2 separate regions of the Mus musculus genome follow, and region 1 is linked to region 2. Evidence: chromatin contacts called from public Hi-C data. All regions are on one chromosome and are shown on one strand. The core of a region is the stretch at or near the end of the contact, and the rest is flanking DNA. Distances in the headings are between cores, read along the strand shown.

Region 1 (6,861 bases), core at 1,968-4,467, 130 kb after region 2:
TTTCACCATCGTGTTCGTGGTTTTTATGAAGAAGCATTCCTGCTGGATCTAGAATCATTGACTTCTTTACTGAATAATGAAATATTTGTTTGTAATAACACGCGCAGTATCTTTCTTTCATCTTTTCTTGATAATTTAGAAGATAAACACACACAAATATTACACACATACCACACACACACACACACATATATGTGTATATGTATATATATATGCTATCAGTTTGGACTTTGAAAGCCTGTGTCCTACATACCCTTCTATAATAAAACTTCAGGAAACAAAACAAAGAGTTTAATTTGAAAACATGTTTTTGTTATGAATGGAGGAATGGAAGATTAAAAGAACTTACAAACAACAACAACAACAACAACAACAAAAACCCAACCCCAACAATCCCTCTGTAAGGAGCAGTTGTTTCTCACACATTCTGTGACTCCTTTGGATTTGTTTTATGTTTGGGTAAAACACTTTAGTGTAATGATGCCTAAATGAGACAAAACAAAACAAAATAAAAACAAAATGCAACACATAAAAGTTGGAAACGACAAAGAGATAAAACCAAACCAAAAAAAAAAAAAAAAAAACAAACAAACAAACAAACCCCAAAAAACAAAAACCAAGGGACACATTTGACTCCTGGTGTTTCTGAGTCGGAGCTTCAAGCTCTTTCTATTCTTCCCAGCCCACTCGATTACCCTGCAGGTTGTGGCAGACAATTCCCAGGAAAAGCTTAGACACGGAGCCTGCTTGCTTCTTGACTCCATTTTAAACCTTTTGTTCACACCAGGGTGGCATTTTTTCACACCACATGTGGCAATTTTGACTCCTAGCCAACTTGTCTTACAAAATCAAAGTCTGCAGGGTTTCCCCACCCCCACCCCCTCTGTTCACAAGGAGCTTACTGAACTCTGACTGCTGGAGAGTCTTCCCTAGCTATTGGTGCAGAAGTTTATGGAAAAATGTTTTTCCAGAGAGAGAAAGGGAGAGAGGGGAAGAAGACAGGCAGAGTGAGAAATGTCCTGCCTTGAAACACTGCAGATGAATTCTTAGATAGAATAGATGTTAACTCTGCAAATATTACTTGTGAAAAAAAACACAGAGAGCTCTATGCTTATTAATTTTTAGCATTATGCTTAATGTTAATTATAAAATCAGGATAATTAAAGAAAACACTAAGGAGATGTAAATTCCAATATGATCATGTCATTTTAAAAAGCTGCCATGTAATAATAAAATGAAAATATCTGCGGGTACATATTGTCTTTACCCTGCATTTTACAATACTCACTAGGAGCGAATGGATGTTCCTTTTGTATATGATACTGAACATGCTGTGTTTGATACTATCTCTAGCCAGGAGTAAAAGAAAAGGTTCTTCTAGAACTGTATGCTGTGAACCCCATCAATGAAATAACTGCTCCTACTTCATCTTTTTAAAGAGAATTTTCTTTCATTCTTACTTGTTTCCTTTAAAGGGTGCCTCACTCATTCACATTTTGTAATGGCAAATTGCAAAACTATAGCTGAGAAATGATATAAAACGCACTCACCAGCAAGTAATGGAAGAAACAGTATTTTACCAAATTCAAAGGTTTGTGCAGAGGCTGTTCCTCTATTTCTAGGAGGGACATGAAGGAACACAAATCTCTGAGTATATGTGATGTTATAGATAACAAGGCAGATGCAACTGTATGTAGGTTTCCCCTGGGTAAGCTTACCCTGTTTTCTTTTTATTTATTTATACTAATAAGAACATTTAAAGATAGACATTAAAAACATTTCTTCAACATACATATTAATTCATTATCTGTGTAAGAATGTCAGTAGAAGGTGGTTGTTTTAGTCAACCCATGGGTGGTAATTGTATGACTGCTTAGTTTTTCTGCAGTAGCACAGTAATCATATGTTTTAATCGTAAGTGACAAATCACAAGGCAAAAGGGAAATCAGATATTGGAAGCCATAGTAAACATCTGTAAAGTATCAAATATCAAGACCAAAGAGACTTATTGCTTATTGATATGGCATGAAAATATACTAAAGTTTTTTGCTAAAACGTCGGCACAGAGGAACAAAGCCTTTGTAGTCAATGTGAGCTGCATGTTTTATTTATCAAAATAACAACACTATTGTGCAGTAAGGAAAGAAATATAGAACAGCTACATGTGAGGGCATGTATGCCTTTGCTCCCTTCACTCAGACAACATGTAAGTAAACTCACTGCATTTGAATTATTCACTGCAGGGTTTACAATAAGAAATTTATCTGGTAAATTGAAAAGACCTCAATTAAGAAGCATGCACAAACTCACACTCATACACAGTCATATACACACATGCATGCTATGGGTAACTGTAAAACAAGAGATAGTCCATCAGAGCTTAAGAGAGAGAGGGCAGCCTGGTTTCCAGCAGAAGATGACTAGCAGGCAGAACCTCGTAGCTTTCCCTTAACACAGGGCAGTTACTTCGGTTAACTTAGAAAAAGAATGGAAAATACAAAGCATGTGATTTCCAGGAATAGATAAACCCAGACTCACTGCTTAAAAATTAATTGCAGATGGGTTTATATTCCGAGTTTTTTTTTTATGGTGCCTGAATATTTATAAAGTACATGGTTTGCTTTTCAGTTAATTTAAAAACTGACCTTTGTACAAATAGAAAGGAAAGCATTTTTTTTTTTTGCATCTAGAAATAAAATGTACAGAGGTCAAATGAAACTATTTTCATTTAAGCTAGAACAAAGAAGCTAAAGGAAACAAAATATCTGGTCAAACATGTACCTGTGTTCAACCCTCACAGAATGCTAACCAGAATCTAAACAAACAAAACAAAACAGAACAGAAAAAAACAAAAACACCCTCGTAAATCATTTGACCCTAGGAACTTTAAAGGAAGGAAAAATATTATCTAAGGTATAGTAAGTTTATAAAATAATAGTTACCTACTTTTGCAGCCAAAAATAAACGTGTGCTGAAAAATATGATTGTTGCATGTGCATCCCAAAGAGAATAAAAATCCATCTAACTCCTCTTTCTTCATTGGTAGAGGGAAGAAGCAGCTTTGATTGCTTTTAGGTTTCTTCCTTTCCACCCTTGCTGCCTAGTCCCTCTTCTCGCCAGTGTATCTTTATGTTAGGAGAAACAGAACACAATCCCAAGACAGACATATTCAAAATAAACACTTCCGGGGCCAGAGAGTAACAGGCTTGCTGCTTTTCTTTCTAGCTTCTTTTAATATGAGTTTATACGTTCTGCCACAAAATTCAACTTGTAAGTAATCCTGTGGTACTTCAGCCTAGATGAAAAGAATGCTCATTGTGAATTATATTTCATCTGTCACAATAACCTTTTTTATTCTGCCCTGGACCTCCCCCTTGCCTTTGGCAATTAGAGAAAATATGTATGCCTTTAAGTATGAAGTACTCGTTTCTTCAAATCCAACCAAACCACTCCTGATGACAGTCACAGACAGACAGTGCTTTCAAATCACCATGCTGGGGAGATGCACCCAAGACATCCTCAAGCTACCCAGTTTCACAAGGACACGGTGAAATTGGGCATTCGGGAATGAGCAGGTGCCATAAGTCTCATTAACATCAGCTGCTGGTGAGCAGCAAGGAAATTTTAGTTATATTTAAAAATTGAAATGCAAAAACCTTCTAGTTACTTTTTTAGTTAAATCGTGCCCGGAGACAGATATTATCAGTAATATTTACTTCAATATATTAAATCATAATGATTTTATTTGTCATTTGTACTTTCCTAAGCACAAAATAAGTTATGTGCTTTTAAGTATATTTCAACACTTCCAATTAATATTTTTGCTGATGTTTAAAGAAGGAGAGAAAGCAAAGAAAACACATTCCTTTCAGATAGAGTTTAGCAGACACTGTCATTCAGTTTAAAAATCAATGTGTTTATCCGGTTTACTTACTCTTATAAATTCACTGAAATCACCTTGAGAGGCTCAAGTTCACCTTTCTGGATTTAAGCCTGTTAAATAACAGACACCATCAAGTCGTCCCCGTAAAAGGATAACTTAGATGCTCGGCTTTATAGGGTGTAGTAAAAGTTAGCACACTTCTACCTACAAAGCTACAAAAAAGACCTTAAGACAGCTACAAAGGAAAACAGAGGACAGGAGAAAAAAAAGTTCCGTTTTCACAGCAAAACAAAAATCCCTGCTTGTACAGTATCCCAGGCAGTCTCCAGAACAGCTGGATAAAGGCATACGAATAATTTAAGCCAACACAAAATTCATCAAGTATGAAGAAAGAAAGAAGGAGAAAAAAAAAAAAACCAACTTGAGACTAAAATGAAAACCTTTTGGCCCACAGCACAGGTTGGGCACAAAAGTGCTGGCTAAGCTATCTATTTCACACATGCAACGACAGAAGGTTCGATATTCATTCGATCGATGAGTGAAAAGGCACAATGGCAAAATCAGACAGACTTCTTTTCAAATACAGATCTCCAATGTCCCCCTCCAGTCTGCAGCTGCACGGCTGGTGGTGTGGCTCAGACGGAGCAAGGGTTACATCAAGGCTGCTCTCTGGACCGTGCAAACAGTCTAGACCAATGACCTGCAGCATCATGCCCTTTGAAGAAGAGGCAAGTTCGGTCATGATGAAGAAGAATCGAGGCGTACCCCCTTTTAACAATAGGGAGCAGCTCGAGGCTGCAAAGAGGTAAGCAGGGTAAGAAGAAAACAGCATCTGCTTCCATGGTTACAGGCCAACTATGAGAACCTCGCTTTTCAAGGGAGTCTGTTCTCAGGCTCCCTTGTGGGGTGTGCTGTGCATTGTAAGAGAAGGCAGGTTCAGCTGAAATCGCAGAGTTATTTCAGAGTAAAATGATACGGAGCACATGGCTGGCGGGGGGGGGGGGGGGAGAGGAAACGAGTCACATGACTTAAGAACAAGACTTGGGCTGTTTTGAAATAGAATTTTTTTTCTTATAGCAATTTGGACAAAAAGTAAATGTGTATAATGCCGACAGCAATGGCAAACATGCTCTTAATTTCTTTAGTTTTATGTGATCAGAGGTCAAGGGTCAAGACACTCATCTCCCAGTGCAAGACCAGAAAGCCTATTGTTAGTGTAGCTTTATAATGTATCTTATTGTAAAATATTTCTTCTCTCTCTCTCTCTCTCTCTCTCTCTCTCTCTCTCTCTCTCTCTCTCTCTCTCTCCCCTCTTTCTCCTCTCTCTCCTCTCTCTCTGCCAGACTGTAACCTGGATGGTTATTTTTCTGAATGTCTCTCTGACTTTATTTTTCTCTGATGTTATAAGCAACATTTTCTCATTTTTACATTCGTTTCTGTGGCTATATCCCATTGGAAAACCTCCTAGGCTTGGGCAGAAACTTCCGTAGTACAGTGTTGGTATTTTAAGAGTGAAAGGATTCCCCTGTCTTTACAAATGTGCTCACAGACAATTCGAATCCATAGCAAATTCACAGCGTCTGACAACTGTTCTGTTCTTATTATTCTGGTTTTCGCTCGTATTTCACTCTCTCTGTCTTGCTTCAGTCACTCTGTGGGTGCAGATGTTAAGTTTTCCTTTCTGTGAAATGTGTAGCTAACATATGGACCTAAGGACATGCCAGCAGCTCTGGAACAACATTTAAGGAACATGAAATGTGGTCGATTCTGTATCTTTAGCAAGATCCACAGTAGCCACACAAAACACAGACACACACATACTAACACAGACTACACATTCTTCCTACCACAGTTCAGTGTTGAAAGAGGTCAGGTTTTGCCATTTTCCAGTTATGGGCTGTAGATATGTCGTGCCATCTATGCTTTGAGCCATAAAATAAAAATAGGGCAATGGAGAAGGAGATAGTGGTCCAAATGGTGATGCACACTGGCATCTTCAGATTTATTTCTGTAGAAGAGCGTTTTGAATTCAGTGTGCCAGCAGAAATGATTGTGTCCTTCCTAAAGAACAGGTTCTCAGCTTCTGATGTGGTAAGAAATACACAGACTCTGCTGTGGGCAAGCTATAGTGGAGCACCACGCGGACTCGAATTTAAAAATTCATTTCAAACACTCCCTCCCACAAAGCATTCTTTTGAAGCTTTAAACAACCAACTCCCATGATTCTGACAGTCTTATTCTGTTCATGGAGAAATCAGGAAAAGTGTTATCTGGTTTGTGTTTCTAATTTGGTTCTTGTTTTGAGCTAGGTGGATATGAGTTCATATATGTATGCTAGCTGCTTTCTCTGAATAGGTTGAGATTCATCTTTTTTTTTTTTCTTTTTTTTTATGTTGAGAAAATACCTGGGATAAGACACGAACATTCGAATTTTGCATTTCAATATTACTATTTTCATATAGTAATCATCCACACACTAGTAAAAACAGTAAGTATATTATCTTAATGCAACCACAGTGTAGTTTCTTGATGTGGCAGGAAAAAAAAATGTTGAGGTATTTCAACATCAGAGAAACTCTAAAGCAGCCACTGATCATACTTTCTGCCAAAGGTCAATAGCCAGATATTTTGTATTAGAAAAACTTATTAAGGTCTGTGGGCTGTGGCTAATGATAAAGAGGCTATTGCATAGTTTCTGGTGGGAGACTCATAGTGAGATCTCTTTATCCCTCAAGTTAATCCTTAGCTTAGTCTTGCTCTTATATTTTCAAAAATGTATTTATTTCTTATGAATATTTATATGTAAACATAAGCTATACTAACTTAAATAAAGGAATCCGCAAACATTTGGAAACATTCTCAAAGTAAATATGAGAGTTTATAAATTACTATTTATGTCTAAATGTATACATGAGAATATTTAATACTGAACATTTAAGCAAAACTAATAGCCCTTTTCCATAAAAATTCTCTCTTAT
Region 2 (6,924 bases), core at 4,180-6,679:
CTCATGTCTGAATACTTGAACAGCAAGAATTTTACCCTCTGAGGAATATCGTTAGACACCCCGCCCCACTTCAAACTATTCTAAATGGAGAAGGGCAGATTTTATTAGGTATTTTCTTCATTTACATTTCAAATGCTATCCCAAAAGTCCCCCATACCCTCTCCCCCAACTCCCCTATTTACCCACTCCCACTTCTTGGCCCTGGCGTGCCCCTGTACTGAGGCATATAAAGTTTGCAAGACCAAGGGGCCTCTCTTCCGAATGATGGCCAACTAGGCCATCTTCTGCTACATATGCAGCTAGAGACACGAGCTCTGTGGGTACTGGTTAGTTCATATTGTTGTTCCACCTATAGGGTTGCAGACCCCTTCAGCTCCTTGGGTGCCTTCTCTAGCTCCTTCATTGGGGCCCTGTGTTCCATCCTGTAGATGACTGTGAGCATCCACTTCTGTATTTGTCAGGCACTGGCAAAGCCTCACAGGAGAGAACTATATCAGGGTCCAGTTTTCCTTTCTTCTAAATGGAATAGAGAATTATGAGTTCATTTTAGAATGTGTTGTGAATTGTGCTCCAGTGAATGACAGAATACTCCAATCAGAACAGTGTGAGGCTATTCCACCTGGAGTTGGTTATAAATACTCATTTATTGTTATTAATAAAAGGGCAGCCAAGAAACATTTTGGCTACAAGCAGAAGCATACTCCACAAAGTTAATGACTTTGAGGGGCTAGTTCCCTATGGTTATTAGAGCTGCTTGGATCTCATCATGACTTGGTTTACTTTCAGATAGTCTGACATTTCATTTTTACAGTCATATTGACTGTCACCTTTTTCCTAGCAATGCCTTTTGTCAGTCTGGCAGAGTTGACAATAGCACTGTGACCATGGCTAAACCACTTGGACCAGTGTTCTGCTGAGAGATGACAAACTCCACTGAGATGGGTTTTGTTTTCCTTCATCTGTGGAGAAGTGTACATGAGATTATGCCAAGATGAGGACTAACACTTAGAGTGAATCAAGTAAATGCAAACTTAAAACTTGGTCTCATGTCAGCCAGCTGAGTGTCTCCTGCCCTCAGTCTTCTTGTGCTTAAAATGTGATAATTCCTGCCTTTTCAAGATGTAGTGTGCAATAAGGAAGCTCATACCTGCCAGGTACTTTATATGGAGCTCAGAGCATACTTAGTAACTGTGCATTTTTGTTTTAATTACAGTTTTACACACGTGAACAAGCATTGGCACCCATGCTCACACACACACTTTTTCTCTTCACTCTTGCATTTTTTTTTTCTTCTTTTCATTACAAAACCTGTAGACGGGGTAAATAACTGAGAGGTATTTTCACATAAACTGAGTAACTGCTCCATTTAAAAATTTCCCACTTTGACTGTTATGCCCTTTGCACTTTGTAAATCATATGACTTATATCACTTTCTAAGGTTGTTTCCAAAACAATATTCTTGTTTCAGTAGTGAAAAATTTTAAATTCTAAAAGTAAAAATTAAAGTTTCCTTTGCATTTTTTCACTTTCTGTATGGGGAAGGGGACCTCATGTGCCTGTGTCTGTGTATGTGTGGAGATCAGAGGATCCCTGCTTCTACCAGTTCCTGAGAACCAAACTGAGGTCATCGGACTTGCTAGCAAGTGCCTATTTACGAAACTATTTGACAAGCTCAGAAAAAGAAAATTAATTTCCAATAGGTTATCCAATACCAGATGGTTTATTCCTGGAATCATATACAGAATACCAAAGATGTAGGCTATAAACTCAGTGAAATGATGCACTTGGTCGCAAGGTGAAGGTAAACAGGCAAGGAGCAAAATTTTCCCTCTTCCACATCCTGATAGAGGCATCCAGCAGAAGGTGTGGCCGGCATTAGCTCTGGGTTAAAGGCACGTGTTTCCCAGTTCAAAAGATCTAGACCGAAGGTATGTCTTCCTACCTAAAAGGTCTGGATTAGACGTGAATTTTCCTACTTTGAATTACCTAAAAATCCTCACAAGTATGTCCTCCCCTGTGGCTTTTAGTTCCAGATTTAATCCAGTGGACAACCGAGAATAACTACAATATATAATTATATACGTACATACATACATATGCATGTAGCAATAATCGAAGGAAAAATGGCCATGAGTTTGACGGAAAGCAAACGGGGATGGATACATGGGAGATCTTGGAGGAAGGAAAGTGAAAGTGAAAATTATAAAATTATATTATTACCTGAAAAATTATTAAAATACTTTTTGTGTTTTGAGGTGTGTGTGTGTGTGTGTGTGTGTGTGTGTGTGTGTGTGTGTGTGTGTGTAGATATGTGTGCTCATTTATGTGTAAAGATAATAAATGCAGGAGCCACCACATACTTATAGGGATCAAACCTTTGGGGTTATCCTTTACCTTTTAAAAATTGTTTTATTTATTTATTTATTTTTGCAAGATGCTGTTTTTGTTGCTGTTTAAACTAGGCCTGTCTGATCCATGAAGGTCTATATATTCTCCTGTTTCCACCTTCCATATCCTCATAGAGGCAGGTGCTCTGAGATTACAGACATGCATACTACAGTGTCTGGCTCTTAAGTTGGATTGTTGGGATGGTCCATCAAGTACTTTCCCTCCCTGAGTCATTGTCAGACTTTTGAAAGAGAACTTTTAGAAAAAAAGATACCATGATATGCTTTTTAAGAAGTGCCTGATAGTTGGCTCATTCTACTTGGCTGAATTTTGAAGTAATCCAAACTTTAGAATGTTAAAGGAAAATTCAAATGGAAAAACAAAGCAAAACAAAGCACAAGAAGACAGAACCCCAAAGCCAAAGCCAGAGTATATGCCAAGGTACTCCACTAACTTGGGGTGACATGAAAAGGGTATGGATAGTTTAGTAAAACATTTGGATGTGAAAAGTACAGGGATGTTATGGGTGCTCTAGTTTCTAGCCTAGAGCAGATACTACCTGAGTTATACACAACATGGATACCTTTTCATACATACATTCTATGTTTCAGGTGCCACAATAACAGAGGGTTAATCAAAATAGGAGATCTGGGACTCTTTGTAAAAACCCAGGTGGCTGTAAAGTGTGAGCTTATAGCTGGGTCCTCTGTTCTGTTCTATGGACCAATATGTGTGTGTGTGTGTTTTTTTTTTTTATTTTATTCATTTTGTTTCATTTACATTCCAAATGTTGATCCCCTTCCAGTTTCTCCTCCTTGAGTTCTTCACACCCTTCTTCCTCCCCTTTGCTTCTGAGAGGGTGCTCACTGGCCCATCTCCCCACTCCCACATCACCTGTGCCAGAATCCACCTTTTCTTGGGGCGTCATGTTTCTACAGGATTAAGTGTGCCCTTTCTCACTGAACTCTAAGGGAGCCAGTTTTTAGGCCAACATTTTTTTCCCCTTAGGACTATAGCTTGGTCATATAACTTTAATTAATGATGGTGTTACCTCCAGCAGCTTATATGTTTATCTTTAAGGATTGTTTTTGATATTCTGATTTTTTTTTTTTTTTGCTTCACGTGAATTTTAAGATTACTTTTTAAAAATTCTATGAAAAAGTCCTTAGGAGTTGTAATAAAGATTGTATTGAGTCTGTAGATTGATTTTGATAGGATGCCATTTTTCAACATCATTTCTACTAATCCATGACCATGGAGGGCTTTCCATCTTCTGGTGTCTTCCAATTTCTTTCTTTGATGTCCTGTGTAAGAAACTTGAGCATCTATGGAAGCTCACATCTCCTAGGACATGAAACAGTCTTCAGATCCTAAAGGATGTGCATTCTATAGACGAGAGTAAACCTCTGATCATGTTTAGTGATGTATCAGTGCAATATAGTCATCCCCAAGTTAAAGCAAAACTGTAAAGCTATTCACTTGCCTTAGAAGTTGAACACAGGTCTCCAGTTCTTTTAAACTGTTTTTTGTTTGTTTGTTTGTTTTTTACTATTCATTCAACATTTTAATAATAATGTTTATGGTTTTCTTATATTAACCCAAATTCTAGCATATTAAAAAATGTTCTCCAAGAATCCTTTGGTCTTAGCCAGTTGTGATGTCTCTTTCTAAAATATTATAAAAATTTAAAAACATATACATATTATTTTTTATCAAAAGTAATTTTACTCTGTCTTTGGTAGTCACGTTTATCTAACAAAGATCTCTCAGATTAAAAAATAATATTAGAAACGTGCTGTGTAACTTTTAAGGCTAATGTTGTCACTTGGAGAATCTATTCTGTGCTGGAACACTAGTAATGCACATTTTAGGAGGTTTTAATCAGAAATGTTGCAGAAGAAATAGTCTTTTTATTTGAAGGGGTAGAGGGCTTTTAAATTGCTTATTTGAACTAGGGAAGGCCCAAGTTTGAATCCAGGCATATTTTTGAAATGCACTATTAGTCTAATCCTTCATTTTCTCCTCAATTAAAGACTTATCTGTATTCTCTCATTCACTTATCAGTAATTCGCTGAGTGTTTTAAAGTTGGTTGTTAAAAAATCCCTTTGTTTATGGCAATAAGGCAGCATTCATTTTGTGAACTTTATAAAACCACCCTCTGCCAGTTTTGGTCTTTGAGAATAGCTCTAAAGATGTGTTCCCACAGTAATTACTGATTCCAGAGATGTTCATTAAAGAATGAAGTCAGAGGCAAGCAATTGAAACAATTGTATCCCACCAAAGCCAGCTTTATTGCGCACCTTCCCTGCATCCACAGCCCTGTGAATAAACTGAGGGGGGTGGGGGAACCCATTGGAAAACATTGCACAGTATTTGTACTTTTGAGCGATAATACGTGTTTCTATTTAAATCGAATTTTCTGTAAAGGATTAGGAGAAAGCCAGGATACTTTTAATGTGTGCTCAGCTGTCCGTCATATACTTACTGAAAATGGTCACTGGTCTACTGTTTCTACATTCTATTGCCCACAGCAGAGGCCAGGATGGCTAAAGGAGTAAACCCCTAAGGATAAATCAAATCTTATTGGAGAAAAAAAGAAAACAGAAAAACAACAACGATTTTTACCAATGGCTTTGAAGCTGTCTGTTTCATTTCGAATAGATCCACGGCCGTGGGATTCAGGGAGATGAATTTGAATGTTATGGTAGCTTGCTGTCAGAACCCAAGTTACTGGAATGTTGTTTAGGTATGGCACAGTTATCCTGCAATTATGGTTTGGCCTCCCACTGAGACTTAATAGGCAAATACAGTGACAGGCTGAGGGAGAGATTTTGTGTATTTGCCTGCACTGAGATTGCTGCATTTAAACCCTTTCCAGAAGTGAAGCTTTATTTACTTCTATGGCATGAGAAAATACAATGGACAAAGGAAGGAGATCTGAGAGCATGGGTTTGGACGCATACCCTACATTTCTAGGTGCTAAGCAGGCTAGAGCCCACCATTGGTAATAAGCACCTTCCATCCTTGTTTGCATGAAAAAGGCATAGCTGACTCAGCTTGGAGCAGTTTTCTGGTCTGGGCTGCCAGACTTGAGTTCTTTCATTGGCATTATTATCCCGCTTTTGTTTAGTTGGTATTATATAATCTAGATTTCACGTACAAATATAGCTTAGTCCCATCATAATGAACATTGGATTGATCGGCCTCTGAAGGATGATTTTACTCGAAAGCATAAAGGTCCTGATTGACCCAAAACTTAACATTGGAAATCTTTATGGCAGGAGACATAGCAAGGATGGTGCAGATGAGCCAAGAAGCGGGGAGAAGCTGGCATTATGGTATCAAAAACCATTTCTTTGGAATCTGGGCAGTCAGTATTTGAAGTCTGTTGAGAAATCATGGACTCCTTCCAAGCCTCAACCTTCTCATCTGTAAAACAGAAATCTTAACGGGACCTGCCTTGACCTTTTTGCTGTTAGACAAAAAAGATATATTGATTATTAAGGTTCTTTGTTGTTAGCTTTTGTTTCCTTGGGGCCTCAGGTAACCACAGCCGACTGTGAACTGGCTGTGTGGCAGAGGGTGATCTTATTTACAGGCATATTCCATCATATCCTGCTTTGTATGGTTTTGATGACCAAACGTGGGGATTCAGACATGCCAGCGTATCGTTCTACCAACTGAGATAACTTGAGGGTCTCTTTAAGAAACATTTTGGGTTCCTGACACAGTAAGAATTGGATCAATGTTAGTTCTTATTTACTACGCCCAGCATTCCTTTTCTTTTAAAATTATTCTGATACATATGCCCACTACCAAAGTGCTTAAGAATATTTCTGTGTTTCTACCATTAATATAGACATTTTGTACCTTCATTAGAATAGGATCTCATTTTATTTTCTATTTAAAACCTGTGTAGTTGTTGTTGCTAACTACCAGTGCATGGATGTGTCCATCCATAAACATGGTTGTCTGTCTGTATCACACTCCATGTAGGCCATAATTCATGCAACAGTTCCCAGAATCCTAAGTATTCTTTGTGACTATAGATAAGAAGAGAAGAGCCTTTAATCAACACATTCTTGTTCACCAGGCCTGGCATGTTTGTCCTGTCATTAAAACTGAATGGAGATTTGCATAATGCATAGATCTTAGTCCTGGCTCTGGAGTCACATTTGATGCTGAGTTCCAGATCTAGAGCCTTCCTGGATGCTTGGTTCTCAATTCCAACTCTGGACTCTAACTTGATGCTGAAGTCTGAGTCCCACCTCTGGATCCTCATTTGATGCTTAGGTCTAAGTTCCAGCCAGGAAGCTACCATGTGTGCCAAGAGAGCTGGCCAGTAAGCTCCTGGAGATTCTGATGTTTCTTCCTCTCTTCTTATATTAGCAGCCCAGGGACTAGAGATGGCCATTACTGCACCTGTCGGATTTATGTCTTGGGGGTCTGGACTTAGGTTTTACCACTTGCAAAACTCTCCAGCCTATGACTTTTTTGTCTTACCATTTCTGAGGGTTCAGGGGTTCTCTATCGAT

The links. A called contact is a pair of places that touch in the nucleus more often than the background predicts.
Region 1: a contact with region 2 is called in a Hi-C map of cerebral cortex, with 1.8 times the contacts expected there. The contact joins the promoter of 9430053O09Rik here to the enhancer-like site in region 2. A contact is called at or near these places in 2 of 484 Hi-C or Micro-C datasets (cerebral cortex and nephron progenitors), 4 of 115 datasets of contacts at active chromatin or transcription factors (embryonic forebrain, embryonic stem cells, fibro-adipogenic progenitors and 1 more) and 1 of 9 other capture datasets (embryonic trunk).

Annotation. Positions count from the first base shown.
Region 1 is chr16:77,417,165-77,424,025 of GRCm38.p6, forward strand. 9430053O09Rik (a long non-coding RNA gene) reads right to left here and starts at 3,218. Exons shown (of 4, transcript XR_003951960.1): 1 at 2,947-3,218. All of the region lies in intron 2 of Mir99ahg (Mir99a and Mirlet7c-1 host gene (non-protein coding)), which reads left to right.
Region 2 is chr16:77,287,257-77,294,180 of GRCm38.p6, forward strand. No RefSeq gene overlaps it. Among named protein-coding and RNA genes, the nearest start is that of Gm31258, 12 kb to the right of the region's middle. Within about 2 kb of position 5,430, at least 30 of the 459 cell types and tissues checked have an H3K27ac peak or open chromatin away from gene starts, as enhancers often do. A contact at or near this core is called in cerebral cortex, embryonic forebrain and forebrain, where this site is marked.